3 separate regions of the Mus musculus genome follow, and regions 1 and 3 are each linked to region 2. A link is a contact called in public HiChIP or PLAC-seq and promoter capture Hi-C data. All regions are on one chromosome and are shown on one strand. Each heading gives the region's core, a stretch centred on a gene start, on an enhancer-like site or on the middle of the called end of the contact. The rest is flanking DNA. Distances are from core to core; before and after follow the strand shown.

Region 1 (3,694 bases), core at 389-2,888, 830 kb after region 2:
TCTTTTATTCCCTCAGGTGTGTGTGTAGCCCAGCTTGTTGGTCTTGAACCCACAGCCCTCTTGCCTCAGCCTCCTTAGTACTAGGATCATCGGAGTGTTTCACCCAGTTGGTTCTAATACAGTTTTTTCAGCTCCCCCCACCCCATCCCATCTGACAATGTATGTTGGAAATGAATGCACTTGTTTTTTGTTTCCATGTTAGAGATCAAACCCCAGGGCTTGGAGCATGCCAAGCAGGAACTCTACCAGTGAGTGAGCAACAGCCTCAGTCAGGTATTTGTGTTTTTAACGAACATCCTAGATGATTCTGATGGGAAACCACATTTAGAAACCACTCGCTGCCCCAGGGTTAAAGGATTAGTAAGTTCAACTCAGTGACACATCACAAATGGATGTCCTCAAAACTTGCCTTGCTTCCTTGATCCCTGCCCCTTGTGTTCCTTAAGAAATAGGCCTTCCTCCAATGTCTCCAGGAAACACTATAGCTATTTATTGAATGATGCAAAACTATGTCAGTTTCAATCCCTGAAATCCATTCCTGTCCACCATTACCTGAAATGACAAGCCTGACAAATCCTATATGACAGACATTTTGGTATTTGACTTGAAGTGAAGTTGGACCTACACTGAAGGGCTCTTTTTCTCTCTCAGCATGAAACCATTTGAACTGAGCACAACCGATATCCTCACCGATACAGCATCCGGTCCTCCCCCAGAACTGCTTTCTTACCATCTGGTCAAAAGCAATTAACTGTTGAGCGAAAATTGCATCGTCGGACAGAACGTAATTAGTTCCAAGATCTGGCTCAGGGTGACCTGACTTGACCTAACCTGGAGCCGGCAAGGGCTCAAGCCTTCCACCGCTCTAGCGCTCTCTTCCCATCCACTCCAAGGACTGCAGAGGGAATTTCCTTTTGGCGCGGAGGGCAGTCGCTCCGAGGGACACCAGAGGATCTCGTCTGCAGTGTTGCTTCCACCACCAGGGACACGAGCTGGAGGTATCCTCACTTTCTCTACTTTGAGCTAAAGAAGCAGGGTTCCCTGGCTTCTTGGGGAATCCACCAAGATCAGTCGGCTAGCCCCAGTCTCTAGCTGAAGAGGAGCTTGCTCTCAGCCGGAGCGTGTGTCTCCTTGGCTTAGATCATGAAGCTGGACAGGGGTTCAGGGAATCCCACCTCACTGTCCTTGCCCTAGTGGATCTTTCCTACCACCCATGGGCCCGTCTTCCCCCACCCCCCTCGGTGGATCGCTTCCAGCGGCCACCTGCCTTCTTCCCACTGACCCCGGTCCCCTCACCCAGCATGATGGGGCTGAGCCGGCGGGCCAGGCCCTTGGACAGGTCGTACACGTAGAGCTTCACCGGATAGAGATTTGGCGGCTCCATCAGGACCCGTGGCGGCGGCCACGATGGCCCTCGGGCACCCGGCAGCGGCTTGGACCTTCCGGTACCCGACCGGGGTGGGGAGAAGAGGGAGCGGGGGACCGAGCCGGGGCCCGGCCTGAGGGCGGGGGAGAGGCGGCCCTGCGCTGCTCGCGCCCGGACACCCGCGACCGGCAACGACTACTGTGAGGTGACAGAGAGAGAGATCCCAGAGACTCCGCACGGAACAGGGGGCAGGGGCGGGGACGCACTTTCACGCATGTGCGTTCGGTGCTGACGGGTTTCGGGGGCGGAGCTTCAAGCGAGGGGCGGGGCTTTCTCTGGCCGCAAGCGTTCCAGTTTAGGGAACAGGGGGTGGAAGCGGGAAATGCGAGTGGGCGTGCCCGCTTGAAGGGTCGAAGGGCGTGTTGTGCGTGATGACGCAACGTCGCTGATTGGGCGAGAGACAAGGAGCCCGCGTGGACGTGGTGCCCACCTTCTGCTGTCCCAGTGGCTTGCCCGCCTGCGGTTAAGGTAGGTTCGCCGCACCACATGTGTTGGATGAGGCCTGCCTTGGTGGCTTGCTTGCACGCTTAGTGTCGCGCGACCCCTGGCCTCACCACGGAGCAGCGCTGTCGACCTGCAGGACCTGGGTCATGCTCCTTTCTCCCCAGAAGGCGGAACAGGACTGGTGGTTGAGCCAATCTCTAGCTGAAGGTTGGGGGAGAAATGAAGACGAATGTTTCAGCCAGAGCACCAAGTACCGTCCCAGTCCAGTTGGAGCTCGAGATAGGACCTTCAGTGCTGAGCCGCTATGTTATACCTCGCCCTCACCCCTAGCCATTTTGGTCCTGCAGCATCCTTAAGGGATAGCCAAGGGGAGGTTGTTGCAGCAATGACCCCATGCACATTTCTCTTGCCTCTCCAATGATATGGAGAGCTTTGGAGGAAGCAGGAGCCATCATTCACATTCTTTATTAGTGACCCGAGCATTTAGAACAGATCTAAAGAGAACCCAGAAGTCTGTCTGTCTGTCTCTCTTTTTTTTTCTGGTGTGTGTGGCATAGGTCCGGGTACACTGTAGGAAAGCGCATTACCACAGAGCTACCTGCCTTGGTTTTTTTTTTTTTTTTTTTTTTCATTTAAATTCATAACTTCTCTCACCTAGTGAGCAAACCAACATGTCAGAGTGGGAGTCCTACTACAAAACTGAGGGCGAGGAAGAGGAAGAGGAGGAGGAGAGCCCCGACACAGGTGGTAAGTGGCCTGTGTGGAAGATTTTCGCTGTGTACTTTTTTTTTTGCTGGGAGCACTTTATGTTGTCTGATATCCCTCCCTTTTCTCCTCAGATAATCTAAAATATTTTTTCTCCCTTTGAGTTTTACAGTTATTATTTAGATCCTATTTCACTCTATGAACATTCCTAACCCTATTTTCCTTTTTTTTTTTTTACTAACCACGATAGAGAATTTATTAATCTTCAATAAATGACTCTGTCCATGGTAATATTTGTCACTTTATTTTTTACATATTTTTGATTGTTTAAAAAAATCTACTTATTTTTATTTTATGTATGTGTGTACACCTCTGTACATGTCTGGTGCAAAAGGGAGCCAGAAGAGGGAGTCGGATCTCCTGCTACTAAAGTTATAGGTGGTTGTGAGCCTCCATGTGCATTCTGTGAAGTGAAGCTGGATCGTGTGTGAGAGAGCGTCAAGTATTCTTAACCATTGCTTTAACCACTGAGCAGCCTCCCCAGCTCCTGTTTGTTTCTGAGGCAAGGTCTTATGTAGACCAGGCTGACTTCAAACTCACTCTGTAACTGATGTAGACTTTGAGCTTCTTTTTTTTTTTTTTTTTTTTTTGACTTTGAGCTTCTAATGACTCCTGGGAATCGAGTTAACATAAAAGTGGGTGCATTGGTGGCTATACATCCTGGTCTCTAACTTGCCTCCTGCCTCTTGCCTGGAATCAGCCCAGCTCCAGGCTTGCACTAGGAAACCTCCCTCATGGTGTAAGAGACTCCCAGGGGCTGGAGAGATGGCTCAGTGGTTGAGAGCACTGGCTGTTCTTCTAGAGGACCTGGGTTCTAATTCTAGCATCCCCATGGTGGTTCACAACCATCTATAGCTCTATTTCCAGGGGACCTAATGCACTTTTCTGATCTCTGAGAGTAACAAGCACACACATGGTTTTACATTCATATATATGCAAGCAAAACTTTCACACACAAAATAAAATGAATACATTAATAATTTTTTTTCCAGACAGGGTTTCTCTTTGTAGCCCTAGCTGTCCTAGAACTCACTCTGTAGACTAGCCTGGCCTCGAAGT
Region 2 (3,464 bases), core at 807-3,306:
TATTAAGGACATGGAAAGTCTGCAGTAAATACTTTTGGATGATAGGAGACACCTCTCTCTCTCATGATTTAAAAACTTCCCCTAGTGAACGTGACTCTGGAAGGCCTTGTTAAAAAGGACACTTCTCAAAAATTCGGGCAAAGAACTGAACGAAATTCAAGCCCTGGACTACAGACATTTTTCTTTGGATCTCTCTCTGAAGAAAGCAGTAGCAGTCTGTGTCTTTCCAAGGCTCAGGCCTTTAATCCCAGCACTCAGAAACCAGAGGCACGCAGAACTCTGGATTCAAGGCCAGCCTGATCTACTTAGTAAGTTCCAGGCCAGCCACAGCTACACAGTGAGACTTTAAAAACAAAACAAAACAAAAAACAGCCAGCTATCAGGAAGCCCTCTGATTTGCTATGAAAGAAACAAACACCAGTAGATGAAACTCAGTTTAACTTTCAGCCAAGGGTTCCCCTCCCTACAGGGATGGGGCTGTGGGCCAGTTGGCTGTACCATTTTACCCCTGGAAGGCAGTTCATTTTCAACAATAAAACTTCATAAGTGGACTTTTTTTGGTGGAAGGGGCTTCTACAGTAAAGCCCTTAAGTTTGACTTCTTGAACATAAAGATCAGGCTACAGGCTTTGGCTTCAGATCTCGAAAACTTACAATTTGGGGACATTCCGGACACTTTATGGATTTTAAAACTATGTGAACCCATGAAGCATAGGTGTAATTTCATCATATTTAAGTAATGAAGTTCACATTCTTAGTCTTCACACACTTTATGCCAAAGTATTCGGGCAAGCAGTAAACTGACCACCAGTCTGTCCTTTGGTTCTGTCATCTAACAAAGAGAAATCCTGACAAAGACAAGCTATACTGTACTCACACACCTATCCAGCAGTTCTCAACATCAGGATACTCGTCTTTTCTTGGATCCCTTCCTTGTATGTGTTGAACACCATTCCAAGCGTTTTATTACGAATTCTTTCATTTACTGTCTGCATTCCAATGTAATAGGTATTGTTAGTTCCATTTTCCAGATAAGCAATCTAAACGTAGGTTTGATAATCTAACAGGGAAAGCTCCAGCACTAACCACTCTATAGTATTAGTGTTTTCTTATGGAGCGAGGAGGGCGGAAGTCATCAAAGGTACATAGACAAACAGTCACACACACATACACACACACACACACACACACACACACACACACACACACACACGCGAGACGGACACTTCTTTGGCGGTCAAGTTTCAAATCTGCGGAGCCCTGCAGACCTGGAGGCACCCATGCTGCTATATGGTCGTCAGGTCCAGGTGAACCTCCTTGCCACGAGAAGCCTGCGGATTGCACCTGGATCCTCCAGGTTTGCACAAGGGCCGGGAGAAAGCGCTCGACCGGTCGGTCCCAAGCAGATTACACACACTCGGGGAGCAGCCAGGGCGGGAACCTAGCTGCTCCCTAGCCAGCACAGCCCTGCAAGGCGGTGCACAGGTGCACGGTCGCACTCGACTGTCCTGTCGAGTGACCAGGGCTTTGAGACCCCAGCCCCTTGGGAAAGGGCGGGACTGGAGTGGAGGACTGCGGGAGGCAATCCCGGGCTCGGAGCCTACAGCGGCCGGCCGGTCCAGGGCACACGCGGAAGGGTCGAGGGGAGAAAGGATGCTCGAGCGGGGCGGGGCCGGTGGGGGAGGGGGACCCTGCCCGAACTCTCACTCACCGCCTCGTTCGCCTCCTGGCCCGGGCTCCGCGGCTCGCCCCACTCCGGTGCCAGCCGCTCACGTATCCTCCCGAGCCTCTAGTACCAGTCAGACTGCACCAAGTTAGGGAGAGGTCCGCGCAAGCCGAGGGAGCGTGGCGAGCGGGAACGAGGGGGTGGGGAGGGTGGGACGGTCGTTCTTGCCGCCGGGGACACCGCAGACACGACCGCCGCCGGCTCCACTCAGCCACGGAAGCTGCGGGCCCTCCCACCACTCCGGGTCCCGCCTCCGCACCCTCCCCCCTACCCGCCTGGGAGCGACAGCCGTATCGACCAATCAGAAACCTAGCGCCGTTAGGGCTAGCCCGATTTAGGGGGCGTTCGCCGAAGGAAGAGGAACGAGGGAGGCTAGTACGGCGGCGCGACTTCTGTGACTGACATCATAGCGCAGCCAATCGGTAACTGAGAGATGACTTCATCGCTGAAGGAAGTCTGGAACTGGCGGAGCGGCCGCCAAGAGGTGGGAGGAGGTCGGCGATGAGCCGGGGGGCGGAGTCTGGGTCTTAAAGAAACCGTAACACATCTGATCACCCTGTCAAAGGGTGACCGCGGAGCTAGCTACCTAGGGTTCGGTGCCCAGCCTGGAGGTTTAATGCAAAAATCCTGCAGTCTTCATCTTGGTCCTTCCTCCTGTCTTTGCTCCGCCGGGACTCCCAAGTCGATTATTTCACATTCGCATTTCCCGAAAGGACACAATAAATGCCGCTCTGGCCTGGAGCCCTGAACTCTGTCATGTCCCTGCCCTTCCGTGGCCAAGCGCTTTTTTTCTCTGAGTCGGTTCTCCTCCGGTAAAAGGACTGACACCTACCTGCCTAGACTGTTGAGATTATTTATCAACAGCGGAAGCGCTTGCAGCTGGAGGGAAAGAGTTGAATGAACCCAGATTTTATCCGGGGCCTCACTGCACTAAATGAATCTGGGCGGCTCTTCCAACTTTAAAATTCTAAACTGCTGGTGTGTAGCCTAAAAGTGTGTGTATGTCTGTGTGTGTGTGGGTGTGTGGGTGTATGTGTGGGAGAGAGAGAGAGAGCATAACTGCATAAATCCAACATTTAAAGAGACTTATCTACTAAAGCGGTGAGACTAGTTAAAGCCCACCCGGTCAAGTTGCTAAGAGCCACTATGGAGGCCCCTTTTCTGGAACACCACCCCTTCCCCCCAACAAAGGGGGAGAGCGCTGAAAAGGAGAAATAATTCGGACTTGGTGCCTTAGTGTTTCCGAAACACTTTCCCTTGGGAGATATAAACAACCGTCTATCTCCTCCTTTTAGGCCACCATCCACTGGATAAACTGAAGTATGATTGCCCCAGAGTCCAACGTGGAAAACCAGTGAGTTTATTGGGCTTGCTAAGAAATCATGGCTGGCCCCCAAAGCAGCGAGACCACCAAAAAGTTGCACCCCAGCATGGATGATGATGTCCCCATAGCTGCGTAGATGACATACACAGTTCAGTTAAACTTCCATAATCTACACAACTCTAGCCAAGTCACAAGACCTCAAGCAGCTAGGGCAAAATTGAGGACTTGAGAGATTCCTCTCCCCAATGAGCGGGGGGATGTTGGAGGAGGTAACTGGGATCCAGCAAGGATTCAGAGAAGCCCCCCCTAAGTCCTTCCGTCAATGCAGGAACATCTACAGTCAACAAGCCCAGTCTTGAGGGGCTCTTGCAAGATAGCTGTGCTTTTGCAAGGACAGAGCTGCTGGACACAAGGA
Region 3 (3,740 bases), core at 990-3,489, 540 kb after region 2:
ATGAATGCTACCAATGCCCCTCCAATGTCCTGGGCCTCAAGACAGCCTGCCCATATGAGACTTTCTCTGGGCTTGGCCAGCTGCCCATCATCTTTACTTATTTTACCCCCAAACACCCTGATTTATTAGTCAATAAGCATAAATTACAAGTCAGGATTAAAGCACTCAGCAAAACACTGTATTGAGCACCATGTACTGGATACTGTTTGAAATACCAGGAGAACAAATATCACACACCCCTTGAAGCTTATAATCTAAAATCAAAAATATTTTGCATGTTACTGAAAAAGTACATGGAGCTGAGGAAGGGGCAGTTCAGTGGTAGAACTCTTGCCCAGTATTTGTGAAGGGCTAGTTTCAATCTCTAGCACCACAAAAAATAAAATAATAAAAAAAGGCCAGGTGCTGGGGCACACCTATGATCTAGTATTTGGGAAGGGAGTCAGAAGGATCAGGAGTTCAAGGCCATTCTCAACTACTAGAGGAGCTAAGGTCAGCCTAGACCACAGGAGACCCTGTCTGAAAAAAACAAAAAAAAAAACAACAACAAAAAAACCAACCAACCAACCAAACAAACAAACAAAAAAACCCACACAAACCACCAGGAAAGGGGCAAAGAAGAAGGTGGTTTTTGCCAGTTTTCTTTTGGGGGCAGAGGGTAGGGTTTACAATAGAATGACTAAAGGTGGTGTATGTAAAGAAACTAAAGATATCACTGACTGAGCCAAGCAAAAATCAAGGGAAGAGCATTCCTACAAAGGGAGCAGAATATGCAAAGGCTCATGGGCGACAGGAGGGGCCATGGTCAGAGCAGAGGAGAAAAGATAACAAAGGACATTCTAATTACTGTATCAGTATGAGTGACCAGGAGGGTCCCTGGAAGGTTTCAAGCAACTAAGCGTACACCAAGCTGTTTTTGACAGGAACAGGGTCCCAGTATAAGGCCTGATATTCGAGGGCTCAAAGAATGACAACACTGAGAGGTAGTCTCCTCAGACCAAATAAGCTAGTTCAAACCAAATTAAAGTATAAAGGCAGGTTTATTGGGGACAGCGCTCTAGTGGGTTCACTGGTCCCAAAGAAGGAAAGTCGCCTTGCAAACAGGGAGACAGAGGGGTGGGGGAGAGAAGGAAAAACGAGCTCACATATGCAGAAAGTGAGAGAAATGCAGACAGAGGAATGGAAGGGTAAGTGAGAAGACCAAAATGTCAGGATTATATAGTGAAGAGCTTCAGGGGAGAGAAGCAAGCCCAGCCCCGGGACTGGAAACTTCAAGTAGGGACTGAGGGATTCTGGGAGAACCTGGAGGCCATGTCCGCTTTGGTAGGTTAAATAGGCACCTTAGCCAGCTGTCACGGGCCAGAAACCCAACAAACACGAAGATGAGTAAAAATCTATCTGGAATTCAGCCACCTCTTACAGTTCCACGATGGGACAATGAGATTAAAAACTGGTGGTGGTAGGTAGGGCTCCAGGTGGAAGGGACACACAGACACACACACAAGCCCTCCCCAATTCACTTTAAAGAATGACTAACCAAAGCAAAACAGGGATGGTATTGAGCTATCCAAGGTCAGCAGACGGCCTGGGAGAGAGCAGGCACAAACGGTCAATACACAAACGCCCTCTCCTCCTGGGCGGCCGCGTGGGGGACGTCCTCAGGTGCACGGCCATCCATCGACCCAGCCAAGCGTCAGCAGTGACTCATGCCAGGCTTCCCGCGCGGACGTGGGCCGACTGGGTAGGCAACGATGGACTGCGTAGCCCCACCCGGCACGCCAGCCGGCTTCCTACCGCCTCCAGGTGAGATGGATGGCAACGGGAGGCGCCACCGCCGAGAGGAAGCTGTGGCTAGTGGCCACTCTAGGCCTCAGTTTCCCCAAACGTACAAGGGGCAGCGGCGCCCAGCGTCCCATCCCCCAAAGCCGGGCGCAGCGTGATCAAAAGGGTAGAAGCAAGGCGATCGCTTCGCCCCACCCAGACCCTGGTGGCCCAGGCAAGTGACAGGAAGAGCGTGAGGGCCCCGACTCACCACAAATTAGCGGCACCGCGGCGTGGGGGGACGGAACGCGCGCGTCGGTCACTGCTTGAGAGTCCGCGTGGGGGCCAGGCCCAGTGACCAGTCTGCTTGCCTCTCCTTGCTGCCGCGGCTCCTCGTTTAGCTCGTGCACACCACCTGCTCCACGATCCCCAGCGATTATGGCGGCGGAGGAGGATTTTTGAAAGCCGGCAGTTTCTTTCCTTCGATTTGATTTGTTCAAGCCGGAGCGGGGTTTTGCCGGGCCGGCTTGCGGGGCCTACTGGGAAAGGAAGTCCTGTCCTCCGGCGCTGGCATGGCGGGACGCGCGCGATGAACTACAATTCCCATGATGCAGAGCGCTCGGACTTCGCAACCCTCCTCTCCGCCCTCTCGGCTTCTGGCTCTTTCTCTACAGTACTCTGTGGGATGGTATTTGACGGAAGCGCCCGCAGACTACAAATCCCGACAGACCATGCCGCGAAGTAGCCGCACCCTTCCGTAGAGGTTAGCGCTCATTCATGCAACTTTATTGACAAAGGCGAAACAGTGAATCACTGGATCACTTCAGCATTGATAGGGATCTACTTGCTAAAAGAAATGACTTTAAAAACAAATTCTAATTCCCCTGAAATTGAAAGGAAACTCCAAAGATAATTTTTAAAAATGGAGAAAGTCATTTTGTAATAGAGACAAACTCCAGGCATCGCCTTAACCAACTGGTTCATATTAACATCAATATGAACACAGCATGGCGCACTGATGACACAGCATGGCTGTCCATTCTTCAAATGGATAAAATTAATCAAATCAGAGAGAAAGAGACGGAGAAACAGAGAGCCGGGGAGGGTGGGGAGAAAGAGAGAAAGAGAGAGAGAAAGGAGAGAAACAAAAGCCAAAACCATCTTCCAGAATAACTGGTCTGTATTGTTCCAAATTCTCCTGTGCCATTCAATTTGAAGAATGTTACTCCTTAAAGCCTATGGAAGCCGGGCAGTGGTGGCCCACGCCTTTAATCCCAGCACTCGGGAGGCAGAGGCAGGTGGATTTCTGAGTTTGAGGCCAACCTGGTCTACAAAGTGAGTTCCAGGACAGCCAGGGCTATACAGAGAAACCCTGTCTCGAAAAAAACAAACAAACAAAAAAGACTATGGAAAACGGTTGCTCTGGGGCATAGCTCAATGATAAGTGTATGCATTGAGTTTGAGTTCATCCCCAGCCCTAAAAATTAAACAAATAAATATGAAACAGACATGTTTAATAAGTGAAATACCCGGGCCTGGGTTTCATCTTTCACGGGGCAACAGAGATTTGCTATAAAGGACAATACTAAAATAATTAGCAAAATGTGTCTGTATAGTAAGTGTTACTATCAATATAAGGTGGGTTTTTTTTTGTTTTTGTTTTTTGCTTTTTGTACTGTGGAGTATGTGTGATAGTGTGAAATAAAGTAAGAGAAGTCTTTTTACTCTTCCTGGCATGTACTTCTAATGTCCTTGGCAGACACCCAACCATTGTATGCTGCAAAAATCAGTGAATGCTGGGTGTGTGGGAAAATACTCTATATGGAATCCTTGTCTGTCTGATTGTTGAATGAGAGATTGGGGTGACATGTATTTTCTTCTATATTTTCTTTCTTCTTGGAGAAAACTGCTGAAATGATTAGAGATAAAGAGACATGATGTTTAAAACTTATCCTCAAAGAGTATTATTATTATTTTTT

Evidence for each region. Promoter capture Hi-C pulls out the DNA fragments that hold promoters and counts their contacts. HiChIP or PLAC-seq counts read pairs in DNA pulled down with a chosen protein or histone mark.
Region 1: an H3K4me3 HiChIP or PLAC-seq map of stem cell-derived neural progenitor cells shows a contact between it and region 2, with 4 times the contacts expected there. The contact joins the promoter of Desi1 here to the promoter of 4930483J18Rik in region 2. A contact is called at or near these places in 2 of 115 datasets of contacts at active chromatin or transcription factors (embryonic stem cells and stem cell-derived neural progenitor cells).
Region 3: a promoter capture Hi-C map of second pharyngeal arch cranial neural crest shows a contact between it and region 2. The contact joins the promoter of Rangap1 here to the promoter of 4930483J18Rik in region 2. A contact is called at or near these places in 4 of 39 promoter capture datasets (cranial neural crest, erythroid cells, pre-B cells and 1 more).

What each region holds. Positions count from the first base shown.
Region 1 is chr15:82,014,582-82,018,275 of GRCm38.p6, forward strand. Desi1 (desumoylating isopeptidase 1) reads right to left here and starts at 1,639. Exons shown (of 6, transcript NM_134095.3): 1 at 1,297-1,639. The coding sequence starts at 1,384. It overlaps Xrcc6 (X-ray repair complementing defective repair in Chinese hamster cells 6), which reads left to right and starts at 1,788. Exons shown (of 13, transcript NM_010247.2): 1 at 1,788-1,894; 2 at 2,529-2,617. The coding sequence starts at 2,542.
Region 2 is chr15:81,188,797-81,192,260 of GRCm38.p6, forward strand. 4930483J18Rik (RIKEN cDNA 4930483J18 gene) reads left to right here and starts at 2,057. Exons shown (of 2, transcript NR_015603.1): 1 at 2,057-2,209; 2 at 3,021-3,464. Mrtfa (myocardin related transcription factor A) reads right to left here and starts at 1,940. Exons shown (of 14, transcript NM_001082536.2): 1 at 1,711-1,940.
Region 3 is chr15:81,727,680-81,731,419 of GRCm38.p6, forward strand. Rangap1 (RAN GTPase activating protein 1) reads right to left here and starts at 2,240. Exons shown (of 16, transcript NM_001146174.1): 1 at 2,033-2,240.